Regions from separate parts of the Aedes aegypti genome. Here region 1 is linked to region 2. The links are chromatin contacts, called in public Hi-C maps. All regions are on one chromosome and are shown on one strand. Each heading gives the region's core, a stretch centred on a gene start, on an enhancer-like site or on the middle of the called end of the contact. The rest is flanking DNA. Distances are from core to core; before and after follow the strand shown. Region 1 overlaps LOC5569849 (epidermal growth factor receptor substrate 15). Region 2 holds the start of LOC5569850 (zinc transporter ZIP9).

Region 1 (5,343 bases), core at 498-2,997, 51 kb before region 2:
TGAAAACATAATACCGGTTTATCATTAGCAGCTTGTAATAATACTTAAAGTTGTTACTTACTGATGGAAATTCAATTTATAAAACATTTATTTTTTGCGGGTCAATGCAAGACGTGAAACGTGTCAAAATGTATTATGCAAGTTGAAAATGGCGCTGAATTGACAACTGTTACATGGTAATAAAAATTACAATATGTTATGCACCTAATACATTCCTTGTCATTATATTTTCAACTTCCTAGAAGAATACCCCCATGAAAAACTTTTGCTAAGTGAGCTATGACGAAACGCCCCACTTACCCCAGATTCTCACTTGCCCTGGGTTACCTTAATATTCCTTCCAATTATCTTAGTAACGATTGCCTGATCGGTTTCATTATATGAAAAACATTTCAAGTTTACCTTGAATAAACGTTCAGTTTTGTCGTCAAAAGTGCAAAATTTGTTCCTCTTTTCTACAAAATGTTTGAGAAGTAGTATGCGATCTTTAATAGCTTCCTGCAAAACGCGGCGGTCTCCTTTCTTTGCAATTTGGAAGGAAATGTAGATTCCCTTAACGGAATTCAAGATCACCTGCCTATATCCCGAAAGACCTGTTCCTAGAAGCTGCTTCGATTTAAAGATCGGAAAATTTGTCTAAAGCATTGAATTGCTTATTTTGATGCAATTTTCATCATTATTCATTCCACCCTTAGAAGGATCAGCGCATTCATCCAAAGAAACTCCCTTCTTCAATTTTGCCACGTTTAGCAACAGGTTAAACTAGTGATCCTTTATAGAGAGATAAGCGGAAGTAAAATGGAATGATTTGGCAACAGACCAGCAGTGCTGATTTTGCTCGGCGTCGAGAATAATATTGTAACACGGACATGACTTCCTCATTGCTATCAAGTGTATTTTGTTTCGTTATAGATCTTTGTGCTACATATCAAAACTAATAAACAGCCGAAAAAAATCAAAAACTAAAAATCGCATTGTCAAAAATTCAAAAAAGTAAAACATTTCATTTTTTTGATTTATGCAAAATTACTTTTACCGAAATAATTTCAAGCGGATTACATTACTCCTCAAGAAAAGTTCAAAACAAACATAACGCATGTTCGTTTGGCTCACACTTTGACAGCTCTCGCTGCTCGATTGGCTCACACTTTGACAGAAATGTCAGCTTCCGCGAATCTCTCTTATAAAGGATTTCTACACGGGAAAAAATTCTGTAGTAAAAATTACTATTTTAGCTGAATACGCCCATTCTTGAAACTACCATGCAATTTCAGATCAATTTACTATGATTACGGTACATCCCACCACATTTCTGGTACATTTGACAAAAATAATTTACAACAATCTGATTTCGACTACAGACATGGTAAAATCAAGCGCATTTCTGGTCTACTGAAAATTGCCGGTGCGAGCGCTTAAGTTAACCCCCTAAAATGGTAGTTTTCACCGCACAATTTTTTTGCGTGTAGGTTAAACAATCTCATTTTTCCTTTTTTGTCCCCAAACAGAGCGAACTGGACACCCTGACTGCCACACTGAAGCAATTGGAGAACCAAAAGGGCGAAGCACAGAAAAGGCTCGACGATCTCAAAAATCAGGTAAGTGGTCACTGTTCCCCATGGGAGCTCCCTTCAATCGGAAAGCGATCGGTTTCTTTATTATTTCCGCCTTAGTGATAACGTTTTCGAGTGCTAATTCATTCATTATCTCTTAGTAACTTATCAATTTTACACAACATCGAGCCTAACTGATAATGGAATGCTAGTTTTCTACTCGCTACTAATGATAACCAATCAATAACCCCAAGATGCGTACGGCGATCGCTTTCAAACTAACGACCAGATGTTTACAATATGACTAACTTTTCTTGGTAACTAACATTTCTAATAGCATGCTGCTAGTTTTTACAGTGTAACTTTGAAAGTGGAACATTTTCATTTTCAGCAAAAAAAAACACTGAAAAATGCTTGTTGAACTACTGAAGCATTCGTCAGTGAATCTGTCAATTCGCTAACTCAACCTATCGGACGTTATTATTTATTCACTTATCTTAATTTTACCTTCAAACTCCTATTTCTAAAACGGTGTGTGCGTGTGAACAATCAACGGGGGTGCCCATCTCGAATTGAAAACCAAAATGCATATTTCGGCTTGCAACCCAAATTGTTTCGCTCTTGCTCCGAATAACACATCGTGCGGTGGTGCATTTGTGATGCGTGTTGTGTTGCTACTAAAACCAAACCCGAATCGGAAACATTGCATCTTGGAAATCAAATTATGCGAATGGGAAACCTAAAACCTGGTGCAAACAAACTCCTCTCACCGTCGTCCTGTAGAAAGTTGAGGTAGATAGTGCCATTGATAGTGCCCGGGATCAGGTTAGTTTTTGGTTTAGTTTTATTTTCTGTTTCCTATTGTGTTTCTGTTAGATTTGTTCCTTTCTGTTTTATAGTTTTGTGAGTTTAACTAACACTAACTGGTCGAATGGATTAGAGCTAGGGGTAGTGATGACTATGCAGTATAACATTTCCTGCTAGAAGTGTCCAATTGGCTGGATAAATTGGCAAAGAAATCGGGTTCAGATTTGCTTTCGCGCTTATGACTAAGATTAAATTGAACGTTTTCGATGCACGTGAAACCGGTTTCAAATAACAATCGTTGGACATTTATGTTTACTTCAATAAAACATGTAGGTAGCCACCTAACAATCTTTGTTATCGAAAAACGCGTTTTGTTCAGACACTAGTTACCCTCAAATGTAGGCGCTCTTCATTTTGTAGACCTATCCTCCCTGTCGTCTTCGAGATATTAACAAAGTCTTATAATATATCATATTATATAAAAAGGCACATGTTGATATGTCGGATGATTTGTGCCCATTTCAGACCGCCTTAGCTCTTTCTGATTGTGGTATTGATGATCATCTTCTTCTTCTTTCTGGCGTTACGTCCCCACTGGGACAGAGCCTGCTTCTCAGCTTAGTGTTCTTATGAGCACTTCCACAGTTATTAACTGAGAGCTTACTATGCCAATGACCATATTCGCATTCGTATATCGTGTGGCAGGTACGAAGATACTCTATACCCTGGGAAGTCGAGAAAATTTCCAACCCGAAAAGATCCTCGACCGGTGGGATTCGAACCCACGACCCTCAGCTTGGTCATGAGCAAGTTGAATTACGCTCAACAGCTCAACGTTCTAATGTTTGTCTAGAATTCACCTTATTATCTAACAATTCTCACCATCTATTCCCCAAGATTACCTCGTGGCACAAACATATGTCTGTGATCGAGGGTGCAGCAGTCCGGAGATCCTTGCATGAATTCTCTCCAGCAGGAGTTCATCAGGTAGTTCTGCAGAAGTTAGTTTCATCAATTTAGAATTCATTATGATTTCAATTCAGAGCAATCTATAGAACCATGACTGGAGAAATCTATTGTATATTTCCTTAAATAGTTTCTGAAGATATCCTTGCAGTAATTTATGTTTTAATGTTTGAAGAAATGTTGAACAAAAATCTTGGAGGAATTCAAAGCAAATCTGGAGATATTGGTTGTATTATTGAAAAATCGTTGAGGAAATTGTAGGAAAATCCATGGGAAAATGATTGGTTGAATTCCCGGATAAATGAGGGGTGTCTGGAGAAAACTATGATAGAATCTTCGGAGGAGTTCGTTGAGAAATCCCTTGGGAATCTATAGAGATATCATTACCCTAGCTTCAAGGCTTATTCCTATTGTGATCCCTGGGAAAATCATTGATAGTTATTTTTTTCAACGCGGTTGCCACATTATATACAAAAAGTTCTTATAGAACACTAAAGTCGAAAAGCCGGCTCTGTCCTTCTGGGAACGTAATGCCTCAGAGATGAAGGTTCTTTCTGGCAATGTCCTTTCAATTAAATTGTTCCTAGTATTCTTTTCAATAACCATTTGATTTATATTGTTCAGAAAGTTCTCTGGGATCTTCTCCTGGAATACTTCTAAAAAAACCCTAAGGCAATCCCTTACTTGAACGATTTCTTCATAGAACAAGAATGTTCATACAGTTTTTAGACAGGAATACACCTAAATATTTATCCAGGAATTCCTCAACTAATTCATTTCAAATTGTTTAGATTTATTTTATAAATTTCTCTGAAATTCCTTATCGAAAAAATAGGTGCACCTCGTCAATACTTTCTAGATTCAATAAAAAATCATCTAAGGATTTCTTTAGGAATACATTTCAAAAGAAATTTCAAGAATTCTTCTAGAAGTTTGGGAAAATCAGGAAAAACCCGGGAATTACAAATAACCGGAGAAATACGGGAACTATCCTGGAATTTAGAAAAACTAACCGGGCAAATATGTATTTCAAACCTAAGACTTCCGGTTTGTTTAAATTTTAGGCGCTATGGGCAAAACTGCATTTTTTCCAGATGTTGTACGACTGCCTGTCACTCGTACTTTGCATGATGAATAACTTTTGGTGAGTTGGTAGAGAAATAGTTAATCTTAATCGATCTATAAAACTTTTCTAGAAGGGTACTTAGGAATTGCTGGAAAGGTTCTTGGAAACATGCTTGCGAGATTTCCATTTCAATTAACGGCATATTTTCAGTTAGATCTTTGCTGGAATCCTAACGGAAATCGAAACGATAATTGACAAGTTTCTTGAAAGTTCTTTCAAAGAGATCACTGAAGAGGTTATTGTTAGATTGCTAATAGGGTTTTTAGAAGATTCTAGAAACGATCAATTTTGTTTGAAATTCTTAGTAAATCTCCAAAAAATATTTCTCAAGAGATATCCTGGCATTAATGATAATACTGGTTCTTGGTGAAGGCTTGTCTAAATTACTAGTTGAACTAGACCTTAATCAATGACAAAGTTCTTCTGAGTGACTGAGATTTTGTATGGATTTCTGATATTTACAACAAATTCTTCCAATCATCCCCAACAAGTTTCTTGTAAGATTTTTCCTGAATTCGTGGCAAGATCTTTGATGGATAAATAAATAGCGAGATTCTTCGCCAAATCTTTGATTGAATCCTTGAGAGATGCAGTTTTGTATCTATGTCAAAAGTGTTAGTCAGCTTCATAGAAGAACAATGAAATGTATTTGGAAATATCGTTTCTGTTAAAAACATCTCTCCTTGGATTCAACGTGAGTTTCACAAATCAAAAATTTCTCAATAGACCAGCCATGGGTTATGTGTAACGCATAATTCCGAAGACATTCTTAGAGGGCAATAGAAATGTATTTAAATACTACCAACATCTCTCTGATCTTCTTAGTAGGTAGATGGTCTTTTTGATATTTCAATAATTAGTTTATATCCTTTTATTTGAAAATTTTCCGTA
Region 2 (5,051 bases), core at 341-2,840:
GTTGTGGTTCTAGTTCTTCCCAGGCGCGCTCCAAGGCTTCAAAATAATTATTTTTGTTGGTAACACCAGTTTTGTCAACCCTGGCATCGAGAATCGCCCACAAATTCTCGATGGGGTTGAGGTCTGGGCTTTGTGAAGGCCATTCCAGCGGTTTAATCCGACAAGACCGGAAGAAAGAATTGGTCTTCTTGGCAGTATGCTTCGGGACGTTGTTCTAGAGAAATATGAATTTCTCTTCAAGGCCCGTCTGGATCAGCGAAACCTCCAGATTTTCCCGCAAGATGTTGATGTAGGAATCTGCCGTCATTATTCCGTCGATTTTCATGAGGCTTCCTACTCCACTCCATGAAAAACACCCCCAGACCATCACATATCCTCCTCCATGCTTCACCGTTCCTTGGATGTGGCGCTCTGCACCACACACGAGCCCGCCGCTTTCGGTTAAACAGCTCGAGCTTCAGGAGCGCTACATCCAAGGAACGTTGACGCATGGAGGTGTGATGTGATGAAATGTGATGGTCTGGGGGTGTATATATATAGCCGTAAACCACGATTCATAATTAAAAACAAGTATTTATCGAGCAACGGACTCATGTTCCGTAACCGGTCGTTTGAGAACGTCGCGACCCATTGGTAGCCCACACAATAGAAACCTCAGCCAGCGCAGTTGCTGGCTAGTGTAGTGTGCTATTCCTATACCTAAAAAACAATGCGCTCTCGGGCTAGGCATTGGATATATATAAATATATATATATATATATATATATATATATATATATATATATATATATATATATATATATATATATATATATATATATATATATATATATATATATATAGAAAGCGTTGTGTTTGGATGGGCATCTAATTCTTCCGAAAGAGGTGCACTTTGTGAAAAAGGACCACGTGATTATTGAGCTGAAATCGAATTCAGGTTAACTTCTGCGTTCAAGAGTCCTCTCATGGCGTAGTGGTAACGCGCCCCAACTAGAGATCGGGGAGTCGTGAGTTCGATTCTCACTCTCACTGTAACTTTTTCGCAAATCTTCACATCAATTTGTCCATCTAATCCAATTGCAAATTATATGTAATGTTTAGCTTTTCGGTAACTGTCAATCTTGTGTGAAAATTATTCCGATTTTGTAATGGGGAACCATTTCATCCAGCTAAAGGACCCATTCACAAATTTCATAACGCTTTAGGGAGTGGGTGGGTGTTCAAAATGGCCAATTTAAGCGTTATTAGGGCTCATTCACAAATTTCATAACGCTTTAGGGGGTGGTGGGTGTCCTAACGTTGTTACGGCTCATACAAAAATTGTAGAGTATCGATACAAAAAGCGTCACGAGGGGGTGGGTGGGTGTCAAAAATGGCAATTTAAGCGTTATGAAATATATGAACTAACCCTTAAATATATGAACAAGCCCAAAAATTGACGTGTTCACAAAAACGGAACATATCTGTATTTACACCCGACGATGCGATGCGACATCGTTGACGATGCAACACTGAGTGAGTATGCAGCACACATGGCAACACTGACGGACACGATGATGGCTGACGTCGCGTAAAATTCATTCATTCGAACCCGACGGCACCGAGACCGCGAAGTGTTTTTGTAAACAAACCCCCCAAATTGAAATCAAGGCCAAGATTTTGAAAAAAATCGAAAACTTTGTGGGGTAAGTTACTTTTTAAAAATTTCCTGCAATGTTGGGTTAGGATTATCACTGTTCAGTTAAACGCTACTATAATACCAAACTAGAGAATTTCAATTCAACCGGTTAGTTTTATCAATGAAGTAAGTTACTACTGTCATCCGAATTTACTACGCGAATCCACACGCACACAGATGCACTTCCCAGTCGACGAGACGTTCCATCAAAAATCGACCTAAGAAATGAACCGCTAGTTGGGCAAACAGCGACGAACGAAGTGCACTTGTTTTCTCGCTTTGAGAGTGCGGGAGAATAAACCCCCCGAAAGAAGTGCGATAAGTGAAGGAAGGTAGTAAAAACATTGGACACGTCGCGCGGGTGCTGCCTGCGAAAGAAAAGCTGATTTCAGCAAGATTCGCAATCCGTTCCCGTTGTTCCGAGTGGAAGGTTGCTACCTTTTTTAGTGCTTGCAGCTGCAGTCTGATCAGCCAGAACCTGGTTGCGAATGGAACATTGAGGAAAACATCGAAACGACACGACGAGTTGGATCGATTCCGGGGCTGGTTATAGGGTATTGGCGAATCAGCAGAAAGTGAAATCCACCTTGGGCCGATCAAAATGGACGAGACCGTGATGTTGGTGCTGTTGGTCATTGTGATGCTGGTGGGGTCCTACCTGGCAGGGAACATCCCGCTGGTTGTGACACTGTCGGAGGTAAGTCGTGAATTGATTTGGGGGTTACAACACAGGGCTGAACACGAAAGGCTGAAACCCGGACATCATCATAAAAGGCTGAAACAACAGAATACCGTCAAACGGGGTGACTTGTAACACATGAACCATATTTTACACGAAACATCAAATGGAAATCGGTTATATGTACTCTACATGACGTTTCTATTACTAATGAGTAAGGTACCGTGGAGCAAGTGGGTAATAGATTTCGCAAAGTTTGAAGAATCCCAAACAAAAACTTTGTTAGGGGCGGTCCATTAATTACGTAAGACAAATATTGGGGTTTGAATTTTCTTCTGCTCAGTTATGTTTGTTGGAATGATTCGACAACATTTTAACTGCAACATTTCAAATGTTAGTTCATGGGACAGCAATTGCATTTCTACTCTGTAGAATCTACACCGCTCGTTATTTGTTAAGAACATCGGATATGACGTCGGATAACTCATCGGGAGAAATCAAACGGAATCCTTCAATAAAGTGTTTAGAAACTTTTTTATGTGGATACACCTTTGTCCCATTTTTAATATTTGGAACTAGCTTTACTTAGACATTCCACGATTTTTCCATGCGTTCTCTTATATTGGAATTTTTCAATCAACGTCTTCCTTTTAATCGACTGTCCGAAGTAAACATATTAATATCGTAATATTTGGCAACCATTTTTTAGAGAAGTTTCATTATTTCCCTGCCCTTGGGTGATGGGATTGACGGTTATTTATCAAGTGAATACATATTGTTGATATTGTGAAATTACTCTAATGCTAACATATTGATCGCGAAAATTAATCGTTATTATAACTTATAAAATGTAAGCTAGTCTAATAGTTTTAAGTTATATAATGACATTGCTTCAATGCTTTAATATATTTTACACTTGATTTATCACACCTTCCGCATGAGTTTAGTTACTGTCGCATGATCTAACACCAGATAACTACGCGTAATGCTGGAGGGAGCGGCAGGGCCTACTACCAGTCTCTACTAACACTCAAATCACTAACAAGACTGGGAAACCAACGATCACCTTCATCAGTAGCACTATTTCTAATAGTATTATTAGTTCAATATACATCTTTTTCAGTAGACCACGAGGCGCAAGAGTGGGTGCGGGTGGTCTCTGCGTCTCACAGGTAATTGAAAATAGACTTTTATGTTAGGTTTACTAACAATGTAGTAATTATTACCTTAGTAATACCGTAAGGTACCGTAATTCAGCGCATCGCCTAAATCCGCGTATTAGTCCGATATTTGTCGAAATTTAAGAAAAATTTTGAAATTTGCCCATACTGCTATTTGTATATGATGGTAATGCATCGAAATTCCAATTCAAATTTTCATTAATAATAATAATAATACAAATTTTGAGAAATATTCCAAAATGTGAATTACGACACTCTACGGTATTGCGTTATCTAGTAAGGTAGGTTGTAGCGGTATTAGAGATAGTTTAGAAGTGTTATTGATATATGTATAATAATTAGAAAACTGATGTTGTTACTGAAATGTTTAATTTTGTACTGTCTTTTATAATATGATATGATTGTATAACATTTTGCGGTAATCCACTTCGCGGTATACCATTCCGCGGTTTGTCATTTCGCGGTACGACATTTTCCAGTTAGTACCATTTGGCGGCATGTCAATTCGCGGTCAGTACCATTTCGCGATGTACTGTTTCGCGGTTTGGACCGAGAAGTTTCATCTATCCTAACAGAGCAGTTTGAGGGGCTGCCTGTGTTCAAAAGAAGGGTAAATCACCGATGAAAATATTATAAGTGATAATGCCAACAATTTTCAGTGCAACTCGTAGGAAAAACCACACCGCGAAATGGTATAGACCGCGAAACGACACACGGCGAAATGGTACTAAGGGGTCGTCCATAAATGACGTAGCTTTTTAGGGGGAGGGGGGGCTTCTCGAATTTGTGACGATGTGTGACGAGGGGGAGGGAGGGGTCCTAGCTAGTGGACGTAGCATTTAGAATCATGTCGGTGAAAAGAGGCGCTGAAAAAAATGGCATACAATTATTTTTATTGAACTTTTTTTTGTTGACTTATAGACTTGGGTTATAAAATGATGATTGAGCTTCAAAAGATTCATATGACAAAATTGAAAAAAATCTATGAAATTTCAGATTTTCTTGGTAAATACAATCAAATAAATTCTATTAAGCTTTAAATAATTATGTGAATATTATATTGTATTCGTGTCTAATTTAATGATTTTTTAAATAAACAAAATAAAAGTTCAATAAATTAATTAAACATCAATGCTTTAACGACTTGGAGAACATTGTTTTCCCATTTGTTAACAAGACATAAAGTCAACTGTTTTAGTTTTTTCATATTTTCTGTTGGGGCCTCATTTCTTTAATAGAATGAAATATGCTCTTTTTCTCTTAAAACAAGATATAACAAGATTATTCCGTGAATTATGCATTCACGCCACCCAATCAATTCATCTATTTGTTTTGATATATCAATGCCCTTGATCGAATAGCCTTAATATTAATGAAGACAACAGATTCGATTGTTATAGAAATTGCCCCGTCATTCAATTTTCTTAATAACTTGTTAGTAAGATTTTTTTTTCATTTAATTGTTCCATTAGAGGTTGTGTAATTTTTTTTTCAGTTTGGGGAACGACAATGA

What was found. Hi-C and Micro-C count contacts between places; a contact is called where the count stands out from the background.
Region 1: a Hi-C map of whole pupa shows a contact between it and region 2, with 2.2 times the contacts expected there. The contact joins the enhancer-like site here to the promoter of LOC5569850 in region 2. A contact is called at or near these places in 2 of 2 Hi-C or Micro-C datasets (whole body and whole pupa).

The regions. Positions count from the first base shown.
Region 1 is chr2:351,550,440-351,555,782 of AaegL5.0, reverse strand. LOC5569849 (epidermal growth factor receptor substrate 15) reads left to right here. Exons shown (of 12, transcript XM_021846279.1): 6 at 1,509-1,598; 7 at 2,337-2,378. Among protein-coding and RNA genes, the nearest start is that of LOC5569849, 35 kb to the left of the region's middle. Within about 2 kb of position 1,747, at least 1 of the 3 cell types and tissues checked has open chromatin away from gene starts, as enhancers often do.
Region 2 is chr2:351,499,198-351,504,248 of AaegL5.0, reverse strand. LOC5569850 (zinc transporter ZIP9) reads left to right here and starts at 1,590. Exons shown (of 2, transcript XM_001658694.2): 1 at 1,590-2,375. The coding sequence starts at 2,280.